2 separate regions of the Mus musculus genome follow, and region 1 is linked to region 2. The links are chromatin contacts, called in public promoter capture Hi-C maps. All regions are on one chromosome and are shown on one strand. The core of a region is the stretch at or near the end of the contact, and the rest is flanking DNA. Distances in the headings are between cores, read along the strand shown.

Region 1 (6,283 bases), core at 412-2,911, 4.7 Mb after region 2:
AAAGTACAGTAGCTAGGTTTAATAAATGATGCTGATAGTACTAAATTTCTTTTACATTTTTTCTTTTCTATGAAACTAGCACCTATTTCATAGTTGGATAATGTTGAATGAATTTTTGGACCTCCCTGAGCACAGATAATGAGAACTTTGCTGTCTATATTAAAACTGTATACTTTTTAGAGTAAATTAGTTGTGTGTTTGTAAAAAGCCAAATGGCTACTCTGCACAGAAACTATAGTCTCTTGCTTTCCAAGCAACTTTAATCAGTAAGTACAGACATTCTTAAACTTTGACACTGTGTTACTGATAAAGTCGTAAGCTTTTATATTTGTAGTTTTTAAAGCTCTGGGATGGTAAACCATACTTTTTTCCTCTTGTGTTTCTTTACATTCCTCCTATCCTTCTCTTTCATAGATATTTTTATTTTTGTCTTTATTTTCTCTGTATTTTTCTCTAGCTTGACCCTCTGCTTTTAACTTTCTTCTTGTTCTCACCAAATGACTTTTTCCTTTCCCTTTCTTTTGTTTTTCTACCTTCCTCTAAACAATTGTAGATAACAGTACTAATGTGATGTTCACAATTATGGATGTATGTATTTATGAACACACATTCTTCTACAGTCCTTTATTCAAAGGGATAACGTACTTTACTAATATGCATGAATTTCTGGAAACTGTTCTTAGGATGAGTGGAGAAAAGTTTCTTTTGTCCTTCTCATGTGCCTCACTGAACACAACACTTAAGCTTCACCTAATTGATACCCTTGAAGGCCTTATACTATTTACAGTCACACTGATGTTTCCATCTTCCGATTTTCCTTTACTTCCTTACTGTCTTGTTAACATTCTGTACTCTTTTTTTCCATGAACTTGTCCAAAACATTTATATATGACTCTTTCCTGGCAGTAATAAAAAACTTTGTACAGATGTTTAACCACCATAAATCACAAGATACATTTTATCAAGTTGGCAGGATTGCTAAGTTTGTAGATACTTTTAGAATTAGGCAGGACTTTTGTAGCCTTGTGACATCTATTTAGTTTGGCATTAGTCATTTTACTGGGAGTCAAAGTTTCCCTTGAAGTTGTTAGTTTGTCATTTTGGGAATAAAAAGAAGAAGCTTCACCTAGTTCAAGTTGAGGTACATGAGGATGCTTCAGAGACCCCAGGCTCAGGTACAGGATGATGAAGATATCAACTTTTAAATACAATTTGGTAAAACTTGAATTCATGCTGTTCAGCTAACCTTGCATGTGGCTCAATAAAGGTCATTGAATCTACATAAAAAGAAAAAACATTTACAGATTAAGAAAATTATATATTTTTATCATCTCATACTTTTAACAGACAAGGAGATTTGTATATTTTCATCATTTTTCAATATATTTTCAATTTACTCTTTCAATATATTTTCATATTTCAAAATACTTTCAATATTTTCCTAAACCAATTTTATTTTTTTCCAGCAACACTTCACAAAGCCAAATAAATGTAATTATTACATAGGAAGCAAAAAACAAGCCCTACTTTTTAAAATTAACTTTACTTATAAAGAAAGCACATATTTCACTGCAATATGCCTTACCTTGGCCTGCTTCTTCCATGGTTACACGCTCCGCGTGTCTGATACTTGTATGCTGGATGGTCTTGTACTTCCCCATTGCTGCTCCAGTGCATAATAGCGTGATATGAAGAAATGCAGAAAACAAGAGAAGCATTGTCACCAAGTCAGCTGCACGAAGAAGTAACGTGTGTGAATGTACAGTATAGGGAGATCTATGAAAGATCCAGTCTATTTCTCCCAAAAGACTCTGTTCCATGATACAAGGAGAATTCAGTTCTTGTTGGCAGAACTCCATGTCAGTTTGGAAGCAGTAAAAACGACAAGGCTTGCTTTTTCACATCCTTACTTTTAATACTTAAGTAACTTTCAAAAATTTTATTTCGCTCCAGAAAGTAATACCCAGTTCCATTAAGTTGTTTGATAGTAGGTTTTATAGTTAGAATGGAGTTTAGAGTGAATTAAAAGTGAATCCAACCCTTTATAATTTGCTTGTATCTATCCATTCCTAGTAAAATTTTTGAGGGAAGTCCATCAATCGTTTAACTGAGTGGATGACTTTGCGTGTTAATACATGAGGAAGGGCATAGAGTCCCAGCAGATGATACAATTATGTATAAAAATGAATGTTTTCAAATAAATGCACACTTACATACGAAGAAATTAGGTCATTTTCCCACTCCTCCCACAAATGTTCAATCTTAGTATCTGCGTAAAGAAACACCATTGATAGCATTATCCATCCTGGAACTAATGGATAATGCCAGTTTTGACAGGTTCATTGTTTACTTTAACAGGTAATTTGTGGACCGGAATCATTTAATTGTTCTGAGTACATAATTACATGTCAGCAATTTCCAATTTAATTAAAATGTACAAATCTGAAGATTAAGAGAATTTTTGAATTATTAATCATTTTTCCACTAGGAAATCTTGTTGCTCTGCAGGAGATTTGTCCAGTGTACAACTATACGTATTTTTTTTCCTTCTCTTTCACAGACAGACAATTTTCCCGCAGAGCCCAATTACATGGGCAGCAGGCAGCAGTTTGTTCAAAGGTAAGGCCTATTAAATAACTTTCTCGGCTTCCCCATTTGCATTCGTGTCAAAATTGCTTTGCAAGAGACTACACTTCAGGTTAAAACTGGTAGAGACAACACCCTCTCCTCTTTTTCTTCATGTGTATTTCAGTAGCTCCACGTTTAAGGACCCAGAAAGAGCCAGCCTGAGAGACAGTGGGCACGGGGACAGCGATCAGGCGGACAGTGACCAAGACACTAACAAAGGCTCCTGCTGTGACATGTCGGTTAGGGAGGCACTCAAGATGAAAACTACTTCAACTAAAAGTCAGCCACTCGAACAAGGTGAGTGACGCCCTCCCGTGCTTACTGAGTGCAAAGTCATATTTACAAGCTTCTCAGGACTACCAATGCTGTTCGCACAGTGGACTAGACCGTTGATAACGTACCAGAGGACGTGCAAAGCAATACATGATCCTAGACAACAAAAGCTTTTCTGTTTCACACTCATAATTGATAGTGACTCTGAAGCTTCTTAAAATAGGAACTCGATTCCACTCAAGAGGTTCTGATTTTAATGAAAGTGTCCTAACCTTGCCTAATTTGGGTTTGACTAACAAGGAAAATTTGGCATGCACCAGTTTGATATATAAGAACATGATGCCATCATTTATATTACAAAATTGGAAAACAATTTTAGATGAACAACTTGATACAGATTTTATCCTTCTTATCCATGTTGTTTTATTTTTAGCTTTGATTGTAGTGTCAAAATAGATATTTACATTTGCAATAATAGCTAAGACAGATTCAGCTGCTCTGGATTTGCACCAGTGTGTTCTCATAGATACCAAATAAACATGAGCTTCTTTACAGTGATGCATGGGAAAGAAATATAAGGCACTGTGCATGGGCTACACTTCTGAAAGCTATTTTTAGTACATTTGGTATAACTTCATGCTACTTTTGATGTTTTAGTTATTTTAATCACTGTGAGATATTCACTAATGATTTCTTCAGAGGCAACTAAGATTGTTTCCAGTGTAACGCAATAAAAAGATCTTAATGCTGTTTTACATAAAATAGAAAGAAAATTTCATCTATCAAATTTTATTAATAAATATATGATAATTAGATTGCTTAAATATTGTTCTTCAGGATATCAGTAGTATCTATGTGTATACAACATATACTCGTGTAGATTCCTTCCAATGAAAGATCACACTTAAACTAAGGGCATTTAGCTACACAGTTAGTTAGGGATGGTTCTAAAATACGTTTCGCTGCTTTGGAGTATATGACCTTAGGGAGTTTTCAAATCATATTGAAACTTCACTAGAAACATGCATTCACCTACATGTCAAAATGTCTATGCATATATATTTAGATGTACTCCAAGCAAAAGGAACTTTATATTTATCATCGAACAATAAATATATGTTCACATTAAAATTTATATTATATTGAAGGATGACCTTACATAAATCCTTGTTTGTATAATAAGGTTTTGACAAATGACTCTTTCTGTATTTTACCATAAAAGTTTTCTGGGTAGTGTGACAACTCTGTTTTAACTTACTCTGAGCAGAATCAAATGGAATCCTTCTCTAGTATGCACAGTTCCTGTAGCCTTGGATCATTACTTGAAGATTCTTAAATGGTCATGGGGAAGTGTTGCTCTATGATTGATAAGCCTTTTAGGCACATTTTACTACTGGATCTCATTATTTGAATACATAGCACAAAACTTGCCCTTTTATGAGAATTTGATAGATAAGGAGACCAAGAGGTAACACACTGAATATAATTTATAAAGCAATATACAGTCAGTGAAGTTTGTATATGATGTATATTGTGACATCATTTTTAAATAATGAATTACAGCAAAAAAAAAAAAAACCTAAAAGCTTCTCTAAACATTCACTGAAATACTTCAACTCCCTTCTATCTACTAAGCTATCACAGTAGTGTATTTGCATATTTTCTTCTGTAGAAAAAGCAATGTCTACCTGATTGTGCTTGAAAGTATATATTATTGTTAAACACCGAGTCTTCAATTTCTCTATCAAAAGATATTGTCTTAGGAAAGAGATTATCCTTCTTAGAAGGTCAAGGTTATTGTATACTTCGGTTAACATTACTCATTACTCATAAAAACATTGCTAATTTAAAGGTGAGGTTCTCAATAGAAATGCCTCCTGTAAAGTAAATGATTTATACACGTTAGATAGTGCGAAATAAACAGGAAGGCTCTTATGAAGCTGAAAGGCAGACCGAGGGCATCTGTGCTTCGTACCAGAAAGAATATGAACTTCCTTTTATTTTTATTTTTTTTTTAAAAAGGAAGATTAGCTCGAACATTTACTTTATTTGTGGACCCATTCATTTTTTTTATTGATTACTTTAGTAATATTTATTTTAATATGTGAGGAATTATGACTGCTTTGGAGACATCAAATTAAATTGGACCTGAATGGTATCTTTACATAACCACAGGTAATCAGTATAGTTGGCATCTCTCTCCTTTTCTCATCACTCTCATCTCTACCTTATCTGTCTGACTGTCTTTCTTCTGTATATGTATGTCTGCTTTTCTTTCTGGCTACCTAGATCCACAGAATAGCAGTAGAATTTGCTAGGTTCTGCTAAGTAAAAGAGAGGAAACTGTATTAGAAGATTAACCAATCTAACCTGAAATCTCTAAAAAATGTCTCCTTTTATTTTACACAAGAAAGCAAAGGTTATTAAAATTTATTAAATTTTTAGCAGGCTGAAGTTTAATAGTAGAAATATACCCGAGTAAAATGTGCATTTTCTATAAATTTTGTTTCTAAAGGGGAGGATTTATTCCTGTGGCCATTTCAATTCACTTTGATTACTGTGGTGAAATATCAAGGCTCCATTAATGAATAAGTTAATACCCGAGTTGATGTTTGCCAAGCTGGAGAACAAAATCAAAGTACCTGGTCTGCACCATTTCAGCAAGAATCGCTGTACTTAGTTAAGTTTTATTCATTTAATCATACGCATTTAACTTTTAAAGCATTTATAAATAGGTAAGCATAATTCCCTCACATTGAATGGAGGTTTGTATTTTAATGCATGCCAGTCATAAGTAGTGAAGGCAGTATTTGAAATAAAATAGTATAGAACTCAGCAACATCAAAAATAGTCTTTCAGAGAATGCTGTTCAGTCTGTGTTTTATATAATGTACATGATGAGCAGGTTATTCAGAAGACACTGGAAATATCGAGCATGTATATAGCTAATTTGGGTCAACATATTCTGATAATTTATGTGAAAATCATCATAACAGGAAGTGCCCCACACGTGAGTAAGCATGTGTAGAAGACAACTTTCTTTATTGCTGATGGCAGCCACGAACGAGTAATGATGTCATGTAGAGTTTATTTTCAGTACATCCAACAATTGCCAAAGCAAACAAAATCATTCTTCATTCTTCCAGTAGTATTTTCGATGGTGATAATGTTCTTTTTGAGAAAACAGAAACACCCTGAGATTTTGGGTTTTTTTTTGTTGTTTAAATGCTACTTTTATCTCCATTTTGGTGTCGTTAATTTTTTTTCATCCATTTGTTCTGCTTCTGGTAGTTCTGCATTTTTGCTTCCATCAGCTTAATAATACCAAATACAGAGCACTAGTATGCATTGCCCATTATTTTAGCAAAAAATACTTGAAAGG
Region 2 (6,530 bases), core at 3,438-5,937:
TTTGCAATACCCCAAATCCCACAGGCTTGGTGTCCCCAGAAGCACCAACAATGCCCGAATAATTAGCTCTTGAAAGGAGGTTTAATTCTGGTACTGAAATTATTTGTGAATATCTGACTTCAGGCAACTCTATGAGAAGCAATTAGCAGATTCTTCAAATACATGACGAATCCTTTATTACTGTGCTTATAAGTGACAGAGCTTACAGAGAACCGAATGTAATTAAATAACAGTAACTTGAAATCTACCACAGACTCAAGATCTACAAGTTGTTAGACTTGGCAAGGCAAAAACTTCTCAAACATTAGGTTGTTTCTGGTGAAAGATAAAATCCCAATGAGCAATTCCAACACATTTTGTTTTTTGTCTTACAGACAATTCCTTTGGCAGTAACTTCCACTTAGCTTTTAATATATAAAAATATAACAAAATTTCAGTATATACAAACATTACATTACACAATGTACAGGTTAAAAACACTAAGAAAATTGCAAGCCACAAATGAAATTAAAGCCAATAGCATGATAAGAAAAATTAAATACTGCACACATTTCATAAAAATTACATTAACTACATTTTTTTTGTTTGCAAATACCAAACAGTACCAATGTGATTGGAAATAGCTTCCAACAACTTCATTTTAAGGCACATCTTGCATATTTATATATACAACACTGAAACCGGTCAATAACTTAGGGACGTGTCAGGGTGACCTGTATATGTGTGTGAAGACATGCAGGATAAGATTACACATTTTCATTGATTCCCTTCTTCGGGGACACGTATCTGCTACCAGGAGGGGATTCATAGAGGGGTACTCCAATCTCCTGCAGGTCTGGGAGCCTTCCTGGACGGGGAGGGGAGAGTAAAGTGACTGTCCTGTCATAGTCTCTATGCAGTACTTTCTCATAGACGCTCTGCAACCCTACTGTCTTGGGGAGCTGGGCCTGATAGTAATTGTCCCTGCGCAGAGGATCCCGAGGCAGGGACGTGCTCTTACAGAAGGTTGACATCTGGGCTGGTGGGTGAGGAGGGGGGTGTACGTTGGGTCCGGCACAGGATGGGCTCCAGCAGCGATCAGAATGACCTAGGATCTTGCACTCAGCAGTACACGCCCACAGTCCTGGGGGGGGGGGGAAGAAAAGAAATTCCTGAGGTTAGTATTCTAAGGCTGCACAATGTCAACGGGGTCAGGGCAGCTGGAGAGGATGGCACATGCTTTCCATGAAGATAACTTGACATAATGCAAAGTGTAGCTCCTTTGCTGGGAGAGCAGCAGCAGCAGCAACAACAACAACACAAAACGATGAATAGAATACCCTCCTTCCACGGCTAGCATCGCATTTAAAGGGAATGGGGTCCGGCTGGGACTGGAGTATTGAAGAGAGGGATGAAGGAGAGGGACTGGGAACAGAGGTTTTGAGCAGGCAAGAAGTTGGCAAGGGAGGGTGGACCACCGGACTGGCCTGGGGAGAAGCATCCTTACCACTCTGCATGTGGTTGATGAGGTCTTTTTTCAAAGCGTCCCCGCTGATGTCCGAGTCACTGTCATTGAAATCACTGTCTCCTTTGCCGCTGTCTTTCCCACTGAACTTCTCAGCTTCTCGGCCCGAGATGGTGTTGAATGAATGACCCTTCCAGACTGCAACAGGGGGCGCAGCAGGCTCCTTCCCGAAGCCTGGAGAGGCACCGTAAGGCTGCAGCAGGGAATGGGGGAGGGGGGAAGGTGTGAGGGTTGGACAGGACACAAAAAAGCAAGTGCGACAGGTTAAACATCTCCCTGTGAGAGCCCACCCTTACCCCTCCGGTTTCCCTTCTCCCAGCCTGTCCGCAGAGCACGGAGGGGGGCGCCCAGCCGAAGGAAGGCCTCACCTCGGCGTGCGCGCCTCGGAGCCGCTGCTGCCCCTCGAAGTGACAGGCGCTTTCCCCAGTGGCGCTGCCGCCCTCCGAGCCCGGCACTTCGGCCGCGGCGACCGCGGGCGGGGGCGCGTCGGCCGCGGGGCTGCCAAAGGGCGCTTTGCCGCTGCCAGGGAAGGTGAGCACGTCGAACATGTTGGGCCTGGGCCCAGTTCCCCTGGCGGTTTCATCCGGGGAGCCAGGGGCCGAGGCTCCGCCGCCCGCCGCCCCGGGCCGCTCTTCCCGGAGGGCCCCCCCTTTGCGCACCTCCTTCTTGCGGCGGTTGCAGGTGGTGGCGATGGCGATGATGGCTGCAAGCAGCAGCGTGCAGCTCCCGGCTAACACGATGATGACGATCAGCGGCGTGTCCCACTGCAGCGAAGGCCCCGACGGCGCGAGGCGAGAGCCGGGTGGCCGGGAGTGCTCTGGGCTCCCGGAGCTGGCAGGCACAGCTGACCCGCCCCCGGCTGTTACCACGAAACTGACGGTTGCAGTGGTGGTGAGAGGGGGACGGCCGCCGTCGGATATGACCAGCAGGGCCTTGAACACGCGGCCAGGAGGCTCCTGCGAGAGGTCTCCAGTAAGCATGATCTCCCCCGTGTGGCGGCCTATGGAGAAGGCCTCGCGTGGCTCCTGCTGCAGCAGATCAAAGGCCAGTTCCCCGTTGGCTCCTTCGTCAGCATCCCGGGCCTGGATGCGCGCCACAGCTGTGTCCTTGGTGGAACGTCCAGGGACCGCTACTTCTAGGGAGCCATTAGCCGGCGCCGGATGCACAAGGATCGGAGAATGATCATTCTGGTCCAGCACCCGCACTTGCACCAGAGCATTGCTGGAAAGCTGAGGGGAACCGCCGTCGCTGGCCTGGACACGCACGTCAAGCTGGCGCAGAGTCTCATAGTCAAAACTACGGAGAGCGTAGATGGCTCCGGTAGCCGGGTCTACTGAGACGTAAGTGGACACGGCTTCCCCAGAGCGGCCCACTTCGGCCTCTACCAGGCGGTAGGTGACTTGACCGTTGCGACCCACGTCAGGGTCGCGGGCTGCCACTGTGGCCAGGTAGGCGCCTGGAGGGTTGTTTTCGCGGACCGACACCTCATAGACTGGCTTGGTGAAGATCGGTGCGTTGTCGTTCTCGTCCCCCACTCGCACGGTGTAGGGCCTGACGGTGCGAAGAGGGGGTGTGCCACGGTCTTCGGCCACCAGCGTCAGGTTGTACTCCGCGATGCGCTCCCGGTCCAGAGATGCAGCGGTCACCACCAGGTAGCTGCCAGCATAGGCCGGCTGCAGCCTAAAGTGCTCGTGCCCGTAGAGGGCGCAGCGCACCTGCCCGTTGGCGCCCGAGTCCCTGTCCGAGGTGCTGACCAGCGCCACTAGACTCTCGCGCGCCGCCCCCTCTGGCACCAGCGAGGTGATACCGGCTTCCTGTGTCCCGGACCCAGTCGACGAGGCCGCGTCCGCTCCTCCGAGTGCGGCGGCAGCGGCGGCGGCGGCGAAGGGCGAGGTGGCTGGAGCCCCCGGGGCGGCCAGAGGAGTGATAGAAATTTCAGGAGCGTTGTCGTTGACGTCTCGGATGCGCACGATAACCTTGCAGGTGGCTGTCCGGGGCCCTGGACCTCGGTCTTGAGCCCGCACGTCCAGCTCGTAGGTGTCCTGGCGCTCGTAGTCCACCTGCCCAGCCAAGGTGAGGCGGCCAGAGCGCGGGTCGAGCCGGAAGAGGTGGCGGGCTTCGGGAGGGGTGCGGGCGCCGAAGGTGAACACAACGTCGCCGTTGGGACCTTCGTCGGGATCGGCAGCGTCCAGGTCGAGCAGCAGCGATCCCACAGGTGCGTCCTCGGCCAATTCCACCTCTGCCACGGCACCCTGTGGGAAGGCCGGGCTGTGGTCATTGGCATCTAGCACACGCACGCTGAGGGCTGCTGTGGCGGAACGCGGCGGTCGCCCGCCATCCTGAGCCACCAGCTCCAGGCTGTAGGAGGCCTGGCTCTCGCGGTCCAACTCCTGTAGCAGCACCAGGTCCGCACACTGGGCACCGTCCGCGCGCGTCTGCAGCTCCACGCGGAAGGGGCTGTGAGGCTCGGCTAGGCGTACACTCTGCAGCCCGTTGGCACCCACGTCCTCGTCCACGGGCACCTCCAGGGGGATGCGTGTGCCTACCGGAGCGCTCTCTGAGACCTCCACCGGGATCTGGGCTCGGGGAAAGCGGGGCGCGTGGTCGTTTACATCCCTCACCTCCACCTCCACGTGCACCAGGCGGAACTGTTCCTGCGAGAAGCTGACAACATCGAAGGCCAGCACGCACTGTGGGGACGGGCCACACAGACGCTCACGGTCCAGGCCCGCATCCCCGACGGTCAGCTGCCCGTCGCCCTCGCGTACCCGGAGCAGAGAGCTGTTGAATTGCTTCATCAGGCGGAAGCTTGTGTCTCCAGACACTTTCATGTGCAGGTCTTCTGCAAGGGTTCCGATGACTGTGCCAGGGGCATCCTCTTCGAACGTGCTGTATCGGACTGTCTTGCTCTGGGCCACTGAGAGCACCCAGCAGAGACTAAATAGCTGCAAGGGGAAAAGGCAAGGGCTGCCCCAGCGCTTCGCAGGACTCATATCGCCAATCCCCAACTGCTATTCCGAAAGGCTAACCTAAAGAGTCTTCCCCGGCGTGCAGATCGGAGCGTGAGTCCCAGGCTCTGCGAGCCCCGTGCGGGAAAAGCTGCAGCTCCGGCTCGGGCTGGCTCGGAGGACGCGCAGACCCACCCTCACTCGGCGCCTCCGCCTCCTTTCCCTGGGCTGGAGCTGCGCTGGCGAGCGCCGCCTCCGTCTTTATAGCTGCCGATATGCAAATCACTGGAAGGGGCCAGCCAATGGTCGCTTAGCCACAGCGCCGCTCCTCCGCCAACCACCGACAATCCCTTTAATGTGGAAAGGCTTAGAGGAGAAAACAGGGAAGGAAAATGAGGGAATCTTTCCTTTGTTTTAAAAACTCCTGCTCCCATTTTCTGTTAGCACCTTGCTTGCAATGAGTTAGCACTGGGCTCTGAAGTAAACGAAGCTGATGATTTTTGGAAATTGGGTGCCAGGCACCCGGTCTCTTCTGCCCGCCGCTGCGGGTACTAAGCCCGAACAAGCTGGGTTTCTCTTCAGAAGCTCCGGGTCTCACATCCTACCCCCCATCCGCCCCTTTATTTTGCATTTTAAAGGCTTCAAAACTTGCTCTGGGGAGCGAGGCTCTCTGTTCGCCTCCTCCCTCAGCTTCCCACCGGTGTGGGGAATAACCTGTCGATGAAGAAGAGTGAAGGGTAGAGCAAAACTGATTTTATTCACATTTGTGTACGCAATTGTGTTTTGCTCGTGTGAGCACCGGTGCCACTTGCCTTTCAGAAAAGAGCCCTGCGATACACGTTAGTATGCATGTCACTGTTCAAATGGCTTCCTTAAGCCCTAGGTGCTAGCAGGCAAGGAAAAATAAAGTTCCAAATAGGATTTAGCATAAGCTTGAGGAGATTTGGAAAGGTTTCAAAGATCAGACTGTATCAAAGGCTTATGAAGCCCTCGTTAGTAGTGGAAATAGAATGGCGTGGCAGGCGATCCCATTGGAGGCCCCGATGTCTGTATTATTTCACTATGACAAGCTAGAGGGGGAGAGAAAGTTGAACAGTTTCCACAGTAGAGTTGGGCTAACTTGAATATAATGAGCAAACGCCACATGTCTCCATTATGCCTCTCTATTCACCCTCAATCCGTGCCATAACTCTCAGGCTAAACGGTGATGGGCGCTGAATCCCACACAATACCGGGTTCCTACTAAAGTGCATTTAGAGATCGTTTTCCTCCTGATGCCTTGTTCCGCCTATTTAGAGGATTTGCTTTCTGTTCTAATAGGGCCTCTCTGGAAGCAACACTCGCCCTGTTCCAGAAGAACAAAATCACAGCGTGACGTTGAAACCTGGCAGGAACCTGGGGTAACTTAGCCATCTGCCTATGAAACCGTAGAACTTCAGCATTACCACTTTCCCTGGCTGGGGTCCTCGAGATGCCTCCGTAGGTATCCAGGTATCTCCACTCCCGGAGCTGAAGGACAGGTTGTGCCAACCTGGAACAAGACTGATTCTTATTGATTCTTACCGAAGGACTCTATTGAACAGGCGATGTAAATACACAGGAAGAAGGGAGAGTTACAAACACAAGTCACACACTTGGAGAAATAAAGACAATGAGTTTGCTAAGCATGTTGCATTGGGCCTCTATTCTTCGGAATCTGGACCATGTTCCTTCTGTAAGGGCCTTTTGCAGGTCTCTTCCCTTCAGACTCATTTGGACCGCTTTCAGAAGAGGAGCAGGGGTTTGCCCCGAGTAGGGAGAATACCTGAGAGGTAGGACTGGGTGGACAGTGCACTGGAGGGGATAGGGGATGTTTGGGATTGCAGGAAATGCATTCTGAGCCATTAAATAAAAATCTTTATGGGGTTGAGGAGGGGCAGTGGGTAGTTTGGGGGCTCCCTTCATCTTTTCCACCTTCCAGTGCTGGTATTTGCAGGCAGTGAGGCCAGATGTCTGAAGCCACTGAGACATTAGAAAGGCAACACTCCTACAGAACCTTAATTTCTATTCTCCCTGTCTCTCTGTCTTTCTCTCTCTCC

Evidence for each region. Promoter capture Hi-C pulls out the DNA fragments that hold promoters and counts their contacts.
Region 1: a contact with region 2 is called in a promoter capture Hi-C map of hippocampal neurons, with 3 times the contacts expected there. The contact joins the promoter of 9630013A20Rik here to the promoter of Pcdh8 in region 2. A contact is called at or near these places in 2 of 39 promoter capture datasets (cranial neural crest and hippocampal neurons).

Annotation. Positions count from the first base shown.
Region 1 is chr14:84,474,763-84,481,045 of GRCm38.p6, forward strand. 9630013A20Rik (RIKEN cDNA 9630013A20 gene) reads right to left here and starts at 1,662. Exons shown (of 6, transcript NR_015539.2): 1 at 1,586-1,662; 2 at 1,247-1,277. Pcdh17 (protocadherin 17) reads left to right here. Exons shown (of 4, transcript NM_001013753.2): 2 at 2,561-2,619; 3 at 2,753-2,925.
Region 2 is chr14:79,766,625-79,773,154 of GRCm38.p6, forward strand. Pcdh8 (protocadherin 8) reads right to left here and starts at 4,688. Exons shown (of 3, transcript NM_021543.4): 1 at 1,873-4,688; 2 at 1,487-1,697; 3 at 148-1,123. The coding sequence starts at 4,497. The coding sequence ends at 747. Gm9748 (predicted gene 9748) reads left to right here and starts at 3,284. Exons shown (of 2, transcript NR_154550.1): 1 at 3,284-3,577; 2 at 5,773-6,118.